2 separate regions of the Capra hircus genome follow, and region 2 is linked to region 1. The links are chromatin contacts, called in public Hi-C maps. All regions are on one chromosome and are shown on one strand. Each heading gives the region's core, a stretch centred on a gene start, on an enhancer-like site or on the middle of the called end of the contact. The rest is flanking DNA. Distances are from core to core; before and after follow the strand shown.

What was found. Hi-C and Micro-C count contacts between places; a contact is called where the count stands out from the background.
Region 2: a Hi-C map of blood shows a contact between it and region 1, with 3 times the contacts expected there. The contact joins the promoter of MRPL17 here to the enhancer-like site in region 1. A contact is called at or near these places in 2 of 5 Hi-C or Micro-C datasets (both in blood).

What each region holds. Positions count from the first base shown.
Region 1 is chr15:35,818,632-35,824,450 of ARS1.2, reverse strand. It overlaps DNHD1 (dynein heavy chain domain-containing protein 1), which reads right to left. Exons shown (of 42, transcript XM_018058917.1): 12 at 3,559-3,716; 13 at 2,583-3,069; 14 at 498-625; 15 at 201-399. Among named protein-coding and RNA genes, the nearest start is that of DNHD1, 31 kb to the right of the region's middle. Within about 2 kb of position 2,635, at least 1 of the 5 cell types and tissues checked has an H3K27ac peak or open chromatin away from gene starts, as enhancers often do.
Region 2 is chr15:35,955,935-35,961,753 of ARS1.2, reverse strand. MRPL17 (39S ribosomal protein L17, mitochondrial) reads left to right here and starts at 2,909. Exons shown (of 3, transcript XM_005709644.3): 1 at 2,909-3,176; 2 at 3,484-3,552; 3 at 3,882-4,481. The coding sequence starts at 3,003. The coding sequence ends at 4,157.

The sequences.
Region 1 (5,819 bases), core at 1,386-3,885:
AGCCCTGGCAGCAGAGAGGATCCACGTGGTAGTGTGTGAGGTCTCTATGAGGGGAAGGAGGCTGCAGCCCGTGGGGAAAGGTCAGGGCAGCCCAGGGAGGAAAGATGCTTCCCAAAAAAAGCCACAGAGAAGTGAGTTGTCCCATTGTTCTAACCCTGTGTCCTTCCCTCCCCCCGCCCTCTGACTCTATCCACACCCACCTCGCAGGAGAGCTTGGCAGTTGAGGTTCTGCACCTGGAGGCTGCCCAGCTTGGTCAGCAGGGGAAGGAGGCTGCGAAACTCCTCCAGCATGCGCATGCAGCGCTGCAGCACCGGGCTGTGCAGCCCCAGGGTCGCGCTCACCCGGGCCGCCTCTGTCAGCCAGCCGTCCGTCTTCTCCTGGGCCAGAGCCAGATTGAACTGTGGGGGAGAGGCACACCGGCAGCTGGACACCCTCCCACCCCCACCCCCGAAAATGCTTCACACCCGGGCAGGGGCGCCGAGGAGGGCGTCAGCACCTTGGCAAAAGCCATGCACTTCCATTCACTGATGTTTTCAGAGATGACTCGGTACAGGTGCCAGATGTGCTGCTGCTGCACGATGGGGCGGGTCCCACAGACTGGCAAGGGCACAGGACTCTCGTCCCCTGTGGGACAGGCCCGGGGGTCAGGCGGGGGCATGATCAGTCAAGATCCCATAATGACAGAAGGGAGGGTCCTGAAAGTGCAGGGGATGAGGCTGGGGGTGGGGGGCAGGGTCCAAAACTGTTCAGTACAATAAACCAAGGGAGAGTTAGTCCAGGAAAAGAAACTCTAGGAAAACGTGACAGGGATGAAAGGGAAGGCATCCTCTTCTATTGATTAGAGTCCGTCTCTCTTAGGCCACTTCAGCCACACCACCCTTCACTATTGCTCAGATACATCAGCCCTGCTCCTTCTTGCTGAGGGCCTTTGACTGGCAGCTCATTCTCTCAGGAACACTCTCCTCTAGAGAACTATATGGCTCACTCCCTTACCACATTCGAGTCCTTGATCAAACGTCAGTTTCTGAATGAGACCTAGGCAGTGCCCACCCCCCCCATTAAGAACTGCTACCCACCCTCCCTGACATTCTTGACTACTCTTAATCCCAAGGACAGAGGAGCCAATTTTTTGACTTCAGAATCTAATATTTAGCCAAGCTGTGATATAAGGACATTATACAGTCATTCTTAGTCATAAATAGCTTAGAAATTCTAACACCTCCAACTCCCTTCTTAGAAAAAAAACAACTCAAAGATTTACTGCAGCCATCCAAGAAAGAAGTGAAAAAAACTAAAAAGATGTGGTATTTTTAAAACTGGAAGTGGGTAAACAAAACCATTCAACCTTAGATGTCAAAATAGTTGTTAACACAGTTATAGAACAAAGCAAATGTCAAAGATAGCAAGTAAAATAAAAGACACAGAATGGAAAATAAACAGTAGCATTAATGGTCTAGATCTAAGATCCTAGAGTGTTGTATTAATAATAAAAACTGGGAGTTTGGTGAAGAGACAGGGGTGGAAAAAGGAAATAAAATCAATGCTGTGCAGTTTTCCAGGTGAAACCCCGCAAGGCCAGAGTCCCGTATTCTACTTTTCCACAAACCTCCCAACCACTAGCAGGAAAGGCCAAGGTCTGTGGTCTACATCAGCTAGAGCATGGGATGCTGCTGCTGCTAAGTCACATCAGTCATGTCTGACTCTGTGCGGCCCCATGGACTGTAGCTTACGAGGCTCCTCCGTCCATGGGATTTCCCAGGCAAGAGTACTGGCGTGGAGTGCCATTGCCTTGCATGGGATGAGGGTCCCCCAGTACTTGACCAAAGGAAAAGTCCCTTGTTTTAGGATGGTCCCAGAGTGTCTCCTCCCTGGGATTGGGGACCTCACAGTCAGAGATGGTAACAGTTGGCAGTTGGCTAAGAGTCAACTCAGAAGCAATATCCCTTGCAAGGGATACAAGTGAGCGACAGAAGTGGCTGCACCTGAGGAAAGAACCTGCAGCCCACAAAGTCCTTCCCATGCAGAAGGGAACCAGCCCAGCCACACACTGCACAGAAGGGCCAAGACCAGGAGTTCGGTCCGGGTCTCCCCTTGGGGCCAGGGAAGCCCTCAGCAGCCGCCTCTCTCCACCACACTGGCTGGAAGCAGTGGCCACGGAGCATCCACACCTGTTTTCATCTGGGACCTGCTGCCTGCTGGAGGCCTGAGTTGAACAGGGCTACACAAAGGCTAAAGACTACGACGAGAACACATTTACATTTCTCTGCGCAGGCTTTTAGCCCTCTGATCCCATCACATTCAGATGGAACACTCACCTAGTTGCCTTCTCCTCCAGACCATGAGCTCCCGTCTAGGCACAACGCTTATCCCCACCCTAAGGATAACACTTGACATAGCCAATGGGTTTAGATTTTGTCCTGCAATCTTTGCATTGAAAGAGACTAAAATGAAGGTATGTGACTCCTAAGACTTGCTTAGGATCACCCAGGACACAACCCAGGATCACACCACCCAGGATCACACCACCCAGGATCACGCCACCCAAGGGTGGTGGTGGCGGAGGGGGCGGGGCCCTGGGTACCAGTGAAGGCAGTGTAGGCATGGTGCAGGTCAGAGAGGCTGCTGACTGTGTTCTGGTACTGACGCTCCAGGGAGATGAGCTGGCGCTCGGTGTTCCTCTGCTCTTGTGCAGGGTCCATGAACGGACCAGACAGGGCCTTCTCAATCATGCCCTCCAGCTCCACCAGTGCCGTGGCCATCAGCTGCTGCAGCTTGGGCACGATGGCATGCCGCTTGCTGAGCAGGAACTCTGAGGCCTGGCTTTTCTCATACTGGAATGACTCCCACGTGTCCATAAGCTGAGGGGCAGGCAGAGGGCGGTCAAGCAGAGCTGGGGGCTGGGGGGAGGAGCAGCGGGTGGGGCAGAGGAGATGCCTTCTCACCGAGATGTCCAGTGCCTCATTCTCAGCACTGAAGAGGCCAAAGTGGTTGCGGATGAGCTCGTAGAGTGACCGCGTGTATTCCATTTGCTCCTCCAGTTCAGCGTACCGCTCGTTGGCCTCATTCAGCTGCAGGGATGACAGCATGAGACCAGCGCCCACACAGCCCTGTGCACCTCTCTGCACCCATCCTGAGGGGCACTCCCTCCTGCTAGAGGCTCCAGGTCCTAGCAGTTGCCTTTTAACCCGCCGAGATCAGGGCAGTCCAAGAGCAGATCCCCATCTGACCAAGGTCTCCCTGAAGACAGCACAGCTCCTCCTCCATCAAGTCATTGCCCTGAGGACAGGGCAATGGATCTCTACTTAAACATATAGAGAGTAGAACTCTCTCTCTGAAAGCAGGACTGTCTCTCATCACATCAGGGCCTCCCCATTTCATGAGGACACTGAGGACCATGTGAACAGGGTGAGAACTGGCCAGGGCAGGTCACACAGGTGAATGCAGTTTAAGGGCATACAGCCCCACTGGGAGCTCAGCAGAGACCGGAAGGGAGTGTGCTTAGCACATGAGCGGGATGGCCCTGGATAAGTTGGAGAGGAAGGATGGGGAGCACCCACCTTCTGGGAGCACCATGCGATGGAGTGGATGTCTGAGTTGATGGTTTGGAAGGCCTTCATGAAACCTGTGAGCTCTGTTATTAGCTGCTGACTGCGGCTCTGGCACTCATTCTGTACCTGTTCAAGAATGTCCTTCCTGATGTTTACCAGCTTGGATTCTGAAGACAGGAGAGAGTGAGGCGTGAGGGGCTGTAGTGGCCAGGGAGCATCCAGGGGAGGCTGGACTGAGAGCAGGTTGAAGGGGAAGCCAGAGCATGAACTGGTTCCCTCAGTCACTGGACACATACTGGACCCCTGCCTGGTGTCATTAGCTGCAGTTCACTGGGGCCCGTGCTGGGCACCAGCAGACAAGGGTGATGAGAGAGACAGAAAGGTTCTCACCCAGAAAAGCTCACAATATGGCAGTAGAGACAAACATATAAATGGACAATCACGTATCAGTGCAATAAATGCTCTTCAGCCAGCCCTCAACCTGGCTCAGTGCAGAGGAAGGAAGCCTGAGGAGACTGGGGGAGGCGTCCCCAGGGGGCACTGGAGCTGACTGTACTAACGTGGTTAAGGCTCCCAGGGGCACACCCAGTGGATGAAAGCATGCGCAAAGGCAAGGGAACACCATGTCCATGATCAGCAGAACGCCCACCACAGATAAACAGTTTGCATCTGAGGAGTCTTACTGCATCTGCTGTGGCAGAAGGACCAAGAAGAGTGTGCACTTTGCCTTTTATTTTTTAAGGATTAAAGGAAAGAAGCTGTCAGGTGGATTTGCGACCGGAAGATAATCTTGGAAGCTGGCTTTGGCAATATGAACAACTCCACTGTGGCCAAGGACAGGAATAATACCAGTATGATGGCTCATATGGTAGAGCAAGGATTCAGACTCTGGCAGCCTGTTTCCAACTTGTTATATTTTATGCTTTGAAGGGTTAAAAGTAAACTGACTCATCTTTCATGAGCATCTTTGAGATATACAAGATGCATATAATTGAGACATAAAAGGAATGGATCCGATGGGGTTTTGAAGAAAGTAACCGATAGGAATTGGCACCAAGAGCTGAAACTGAGAAAACCAAGACGAGAAAACCTCCAAAGTGTACTCAAGTTTGAACAGAACACAAAGATGTGAACTTATCCTTTTCCAAACTGTCCCACTGGCCTCTGACAGTAGCTAGACCTTCGCAATGGTGCTGCTTTCTGAACAGCAGCACCAGGTTGGTGAAGACCAAGAGCTCAACAGTGACACCATGTGGTAAGAGGGAGCAGTGGACTGATAAAATACCAGGATTCCTCCGGCTTGCAAGTTGGAGATGGATGGGAAAAGACATTTGAGAGATACTTAGGAGGCAGAAGAATGGAAAGGATTTGGTGACAGGTTGGATGTGGTGGAATTAGGGAGATGGGTGAGAAAAGTATGAACTCAAGATTCTGTTGAGGCCAACTCATTATCATTCTCTATTAAATGGAGCCCAGATAGAAGAGGAGCAAAGTCGCAGGATAAATAGATAAAACTAGAAGGATGAAAGAAGGATGAAAGTGAACAGAAGGGAACAAGGTGAAATGAAAGAAAAATTAAGCATTTGCTACATGCCATAGTCAATGCTAGGAATATTGCAAATAGTATCTCATTTAATCCTCCTTCCCATAACCCAGTGAATGGCTACATTATTATGTCCATGTTACAAATAAACTGAAGCTCAGTGATATGAAGTCATGCAAACCGGTAAAAACAGAGTCACAGTCCTGAACCCAGCACTTTTCTCTCTCCATCTGTTCCTCTTAAAGAGGTCAGTTGACCTTGGATTAGGGACACAGAAGTCAACAAATTAGAAAGAACACCGACTTCCTGAGCAAGAGTGGAGCAAAGCCCACTGCAACCAGGGTCAGAAAGAAAGCAGGTCAATCACAGGCCCTCCTGCTCCTGCTTGGCTAGCCTGAACCCTCTGTACATTTAGGAGGGAGGGCGGGGATAGGTGTAGGGAATTCTGTCACCTAGGAGATACCTAAGGAAGCCTGTGCTTTCATCTGTGGAGGGGCAAAGGCAGGGAGAGCTAGGCATGCAAGCACTTTGAGGCCCAGCTCCAAAGCCTCTCACCTTCATAAACCAAGCAGGCCTAGAGGGCATGGGTCTGAAAGTACCTAGTCTCTGCAGGAAGCAGACATTGCCATCTGGGGGTGTTAGGTCACAAAATAGAACCTCTCAATTTCCTAGAGGAACCAGCTTCCCAATCTACTGTGCTCTGCGTCTCTCCACAGCCATCTCCTGG
Region 2 (5,819 bases), core at 1,660-4,159, 140 kb before region 1:
TAACTGAAAGCTATAAGAATTAATTCCAAATACCTGAGACATAGAGAATATTGCAATTTCTGGAATTTATTGTGAACTATGGTTTGTATAATTTTCTGCCAACATATCCATATCTTTAAGAATGTTCCTAAAAAAATACTTTTCATATTTGCATAATTGTTGCTTCCAACTAAGGAAATTTTTCAAAACTAAACCTAGCTTGACCACGTAGGGACAAGAAAACTCCCCTGCCCAGCCTGGAGGAGGACCAAATGATGGAAGCATGACCTCTACTCAAGAATGACAAGTCTTCTTCTCCTCCTCCACACTTTTGGATTATAAAACTGTAGCCCAGTAAGTTCTTCGAGTGCAGCAACCTCTCATCTGCCTGCTTGTACATCTCACAAGTGTCCTATCCTAATAAATCAATTCTTATCTATCACTTTGCCTCTCGCTGAATTCTTTCTGCACTGAGACATAAAGGACCACAACTCTTCAGAGCCTCCCAACAGGACACTTGACAGTTTCAGTTGCTCTTATGTTTCTTATGTTTGCCAGAATCCTTGTCTTGTATTAGACAACTCTGATCTCTGCCTTCCTGGTGACATAGCATTGTCCTTGTGTGTCTCTGTCTCTTCACAAGTGTTCTTTTTATAAGGACACCAGCCATTTTGGATTAGGCATCCATCCTAGTCCAGCTGCAGTCCATGGGGTTGCAAAGAGTGAGACACGACTGTACTGAGCGACTGAACTGAACTGAACTAGTCCAGTATGACCTCATCTTAACCAATTACATCTGCAAGGACTCTATTTCCACAGAAAGTCATATCCTGAGGTATTGGGTGAAGGAGATACAGGAGGTGTGGGGGTCGGGTGGGACTTAGCATATATTTTTTGCGGGGAGGACACATCTGAATACATAACAAGGAACAATTTTGACTAAGTCATTGCAAATCAGCTGACACAAAGGCTCAAAACCAGAAATTATAATGCTTTTGTTCATTTATTTAACACATAAATGCATACGTATGTTTTCCCCTTTTAAGATAAAAAACACAGTGATGTAATTTTTTTTTTAATGATGCAAAGAGCTGGCTAATTTGAAAAGACCCTGATGCTGGGAAAGATTGAGGGCAGAAGAAGGGGACCACAGAGGATGAGATGGTTGGATGGCATCACTGACTCGATGAACATGAGTTTGGGTAAACTCCCGGAGTTGGTGATGGAGTGCCAGGACCAAGCCTGGCGTGCTGTGGTCCATGGGGTTGCAAAGAGTCAAACACGACTGAACAACTGAACTGAACTGAATTTAAAAATATTAAATCATTACTTTTTCTTTGAGCACAGCACTTTTTCTTCAACTAGGATGGTTATGTCACGCGAGTGTATGCTCCTCGATTCTTTGTCTCCTCACAACAAAGATTTGGAGTGACAGATATTAAAGCCCCCTCGGCGTGTCACAGCTCTCAGGTCTTGGATAGACCGTGTTATAGCTCTCAGGTCTCAAATGAACCGTGTTATAGCTCTTAAACAAATCAGTGTTACAGCTCTATTTTATTTAGAAGATAGCAGGAAAATCCATCTTCAAGGTGTGAGGGCACGTCGATCTAAAGACTTGAGAAGAGCGCCCCAGAGCGCAGGAGAGAGAGACAGAGCTGGCTCTGGCTCCTCTATTTATATGTTTATCTCTCCCTGGGCCTGTCCTATGTAAACTGGGCCAGCCAGGAGTGTTGTTTGTTTTACCTGAGGTCCTCACTCCAGTCCTCGGACCTTTTATTTCATTTTCACGGGCTTTTCCTTTCCTTGTCTGTAGCCACCACCATTTTGGACTCCTTTCCCCTGTTCTACCTACCTAACACTTAGATTTGCTTTGTGGATTAAAAATGTCACCTGCCACATCAGTAAAGAAACGATGTTGCAGCCATCAGCCTGTGCAGACCCTCCTCTCCACCACAGTAAACCCCAAGGAAACTCAGGACAGAAACATAACCCTCCCCAGTGAATCATCAGACACTGCAGCCACTCACTGAATGGAGCAACCTGAGGAGACTCGGGATGAGAAAACAGGATCAGTCAGTCAGTTCAGTCGCCCATGAATTGCAGCACGCCAGGCCTCCCTGTCCATCACCAACTCACTCATACTAGCCCCAAATAGCTGGGATGCATATCAAAACAATGATCTCAGTGAGCCTAGACTCTTCCATCTTCTCATACATAAAAAAGCACTAAATCCCTTGAGATATCTGGCTTTCTTTAAGATAATCTTTTGATGCTCCAACTACCCTGTCTTCCCTGCAAAATCTCTTATATTTTCTGCCCCCCACCCACTCCAAACCCCTTCTACAACCCCCTCTGCCACCATAGCCTCTCGGAGTTATCTTAGCTACTGTGTCGTGGGATCAAGTCCTCAGTTTTGTCTGCTAGGTAAAACAACTCTCAACTTTTACGTTGTGCTTTTTTTTCCCAGTCAACAACTTCAAGGAAAGAAAATTTTCACCATCTCTATTTCTTTCCTATCATTGTTATTCCATTCATTTCGCCATTACTGCTGAAAATAATTTGCTTTTCAAAATTGACACGCTCAGAGTGTCAGACTCCCCGCGCCTCAGAAAGAGCAGGTCCCCCGGCCTGAAGGACTGGAACACCTCCAAGCACTTTCCTCTTCAGGTCCTCACGCTACAAGCCAGCTCCAAGCTGAGCTTCCCAGCGCGGGGTCCCCTGACGACTGTCGCAGCACCAGAGAAACCGTCGGCCTGCTCACTCCACACCAGGGGGCGCCTGGTTCCCGGGCAAACCAGCCGCGCTCGAAAGACCAAACTCCGCCCGTCTCTCCTCCTCCGGACGAGGTCAACGCCCCGTCCCCGCCCTCCCCAAGGCTGCCAACGAGGCAGGCTCTGATACACATGCGCAAACACGTCCACCACGCAGCTACGTAAGGCGCGTGGGTCCTCTAAGCTCCGCCTCTCGGCCGCGTCTCTAAGTTTCCAGTTCCGGCCTCACAGAGGTCGGGAGCAGCGGGGGACATGCGGCTGTCGTTCGCCGCCGCGGTCTCCCACGGCCGCGTATACCGCCGTCTAGGCCTTGGTCCCGAGTCCCGCATTCACCTGTTGCAGAACTTGCTTACGGGACTGGTGCGCCACGAACGCATCGAGGCGTCATGGGCACGCGTGGACGAGCTGAGGGGCTACGCCGAGAAGGTAAGGGGCGTGACCCTCTTGTGCCTCTCCTAGGTCTGGCCTGAGGGGGCGGGATCCGGCTGGAGTTGGGGAAGAATTGGGACCGCCCTGGTAAAGAGGGCCCGAAGTCTCATTACCATGAGCTGAACCTACTCCTGTGGCCCCTCAAATGGAGACCTGATTAGGACAGCGTGTTTAGAGGCAGCCTGAATTAGCGACATGCTTTGCTAGAGTATGGAATGAATTGGTTGCAATTTGGCATTAGAAGATTAAGATTGACGCCTCCTTTCTTGCTCGGATTTTGGTGAGTGATATTGTGTCCTCACAGCTCATCGACTACGGGAAGCTGGGAGACACCAACGAACGAGCCATGCGCATGGCGGACTTCTGGCTCACGGTGAGTGCATCCTGTCCACTTCCCAGATCTTATCCTTTGATTCCTAAGTGGAAGGGAGTTGTTAGAGGAAAGGGAATTGGGCGAAATTAAGGCACGCACTTACGGACAAATGTGAACTAAGTAAGAGATATATGTCCTACGTTGAGTTCAACGTGAATCTCAGTCTACACAACTGCCCATAATTGATCAGTTTATAATGCCACGTCAGAGGGTGAGGGAAGGGATGTGGGTGTGTGTGTGTTTGAACCCTACCTTTGGGGATGCTGAAAGTTAATGTGTCGGTGATGGTGCCTGACTCTGCTCTCTCCTGGAAAACTCTCCCCGTCTAGGAGAAAGACTTGATCCCAAAGCTGTTTCAAGTACTGGCCCCTCGGTACCAAGGTCAGAATGGGGGCTACACGAGAATGCTGCAGATCCCAAATCGGAATCAGCAGGATCGGGCCAAAATGGCAGTGATTGAGTACAGAGGAAACTGTCTCCCACCCCTGCCCCTGCCACGCAGAGACAGCAACCTTACACTCCTAAACCAGCTGCTTCAGGGGCTGCGGCAGGACCAGGAAGCAAGCACCCGCAGTTCCCACCCAGCTCAAACACCAGAGGTTTAACTGAAGCCAAAGGGCATGTGGCCCTCATCAGTGCCCGTGATCACAGGCCTTGGGAGCTCTATTCAGCTCTAAGAACTGGAGCTTGAGTTGTAAAATGGACTCTCTGATTGGAGTCTGGAGCCCAGAACTTTCTGAGAGCCAGATACCCTTTTCTTTGCACAATAGGTAAAAATCATTGTATGTATGTAAACTGATTGTTTTCCCCCCTTTGGATTTCTGGAGAATGAGAACTCTACATCGGTCTGTATGAGGCAGTAAATTCATGGCATGTTTCTGGCTCTTAATCTGGGTTGTGTTGAATTAACACGGTTTTGTTTTTCTTCATGCCTGATTATATGGGGCATGTATTCTGTAATTCCAAAGTGGCCCCCATAGGTGATTGAGTTTTGTTATCTAGCACAGAGACTGAGCCCCCGGGATTTCTTAAAAGATTACTTCCTGAAGGGTTAGAGGGTGAACATCTAGAAGTGAACTTTCTGTAATAATCTGGCACCCTAGGAACCTTCAAGGTTCCAATCCTCTGTTTCTGGACAGGATCACATGTTACCTTCAAGTGCTCCCTTCAAACCCTGAACGGACTTCAGAGGAGAGGACCATCAACCTGGCCAGGAGAGTGGAAGCATGTAGCAGAGGATGTTGACTGCAGGATAAGCTCCTTCCTTTGAGGGTGGGAATGGAGGGGTGAAGAAGAGGGTAGAAGTGGAAGAAAGATTAGAAAGTTAAATACGTGGGAATTTCCTGGAAGTTTTCATTGTTGTCAAATCTGGCCCTCTCTGAGAACTCGGAAGAAGGAAATCCGTCTTCAGAATGGTCAGGATGTGAGAAGTAGGAAGTTCCTTTATGTGCACTAGGAACTGCGAAGCCAGACTGGGCCCAGCCAGGCTGCCCATCCCTCACACTCACAGGCTTCACTTGGGAGATAGTCATGGGAAGTCTTGGAGCTATCATCCCTGCATGAATACGGGATAGCAGGGCCTAGCAGATCCCAGATTTCTAGTACAGTGAAAAAAAGATTTTTATCTTCGGGCAGACCTTCAGAGGGTATTTGGCCCACCAAACCCATACACTGTTTGAGATAATAAGGGTGGGGGTGGGGGGCTCCCCAGTCTAGCAGACAGATACGCCTCAGTGCCAGCTGCTCTGGTCTCATTTCAGGTCAGCTGCCTAAGTGAGAAACTGATCTGCCCCCTGACAGAGATCTCATCTCTTTTATTCTACTCCAGTTGGTCTTCTGCACTGTTACAAAAAAACCTTTTTCTGACATTATATTTTAAGTGACATATAGTAGACTCTTAGAATATTTATTGAGTAACATTTAACTCTGAATGCTCCTCAAAAAAAATTTGCTCCCGTTCTGCGTTTTTGGCACTAACTCATTCCCCTCAGCCAGATATCTTAGAGTCAGCCTTGACTCCTAGAAAAAGCACTTTCTTTAAAATTAAAACCACATCTCTAAGTGTTGGTATCAGGTGGATTATGACTGGACTCTTACATCTTTTCCTCTTAGGCCCGAGAAATATACCTTCCTTTGGGGCTTTCAGTAGTTCCCCAAGTGTTTTATTCAGCATCTGCTAGTACCCAGCATCATTTTAGGCACTAGGGATGTCCTAGTTAGCAAGTGTCGGCCATATATTGGGCCCTGGGCTACACATTAGGATATAG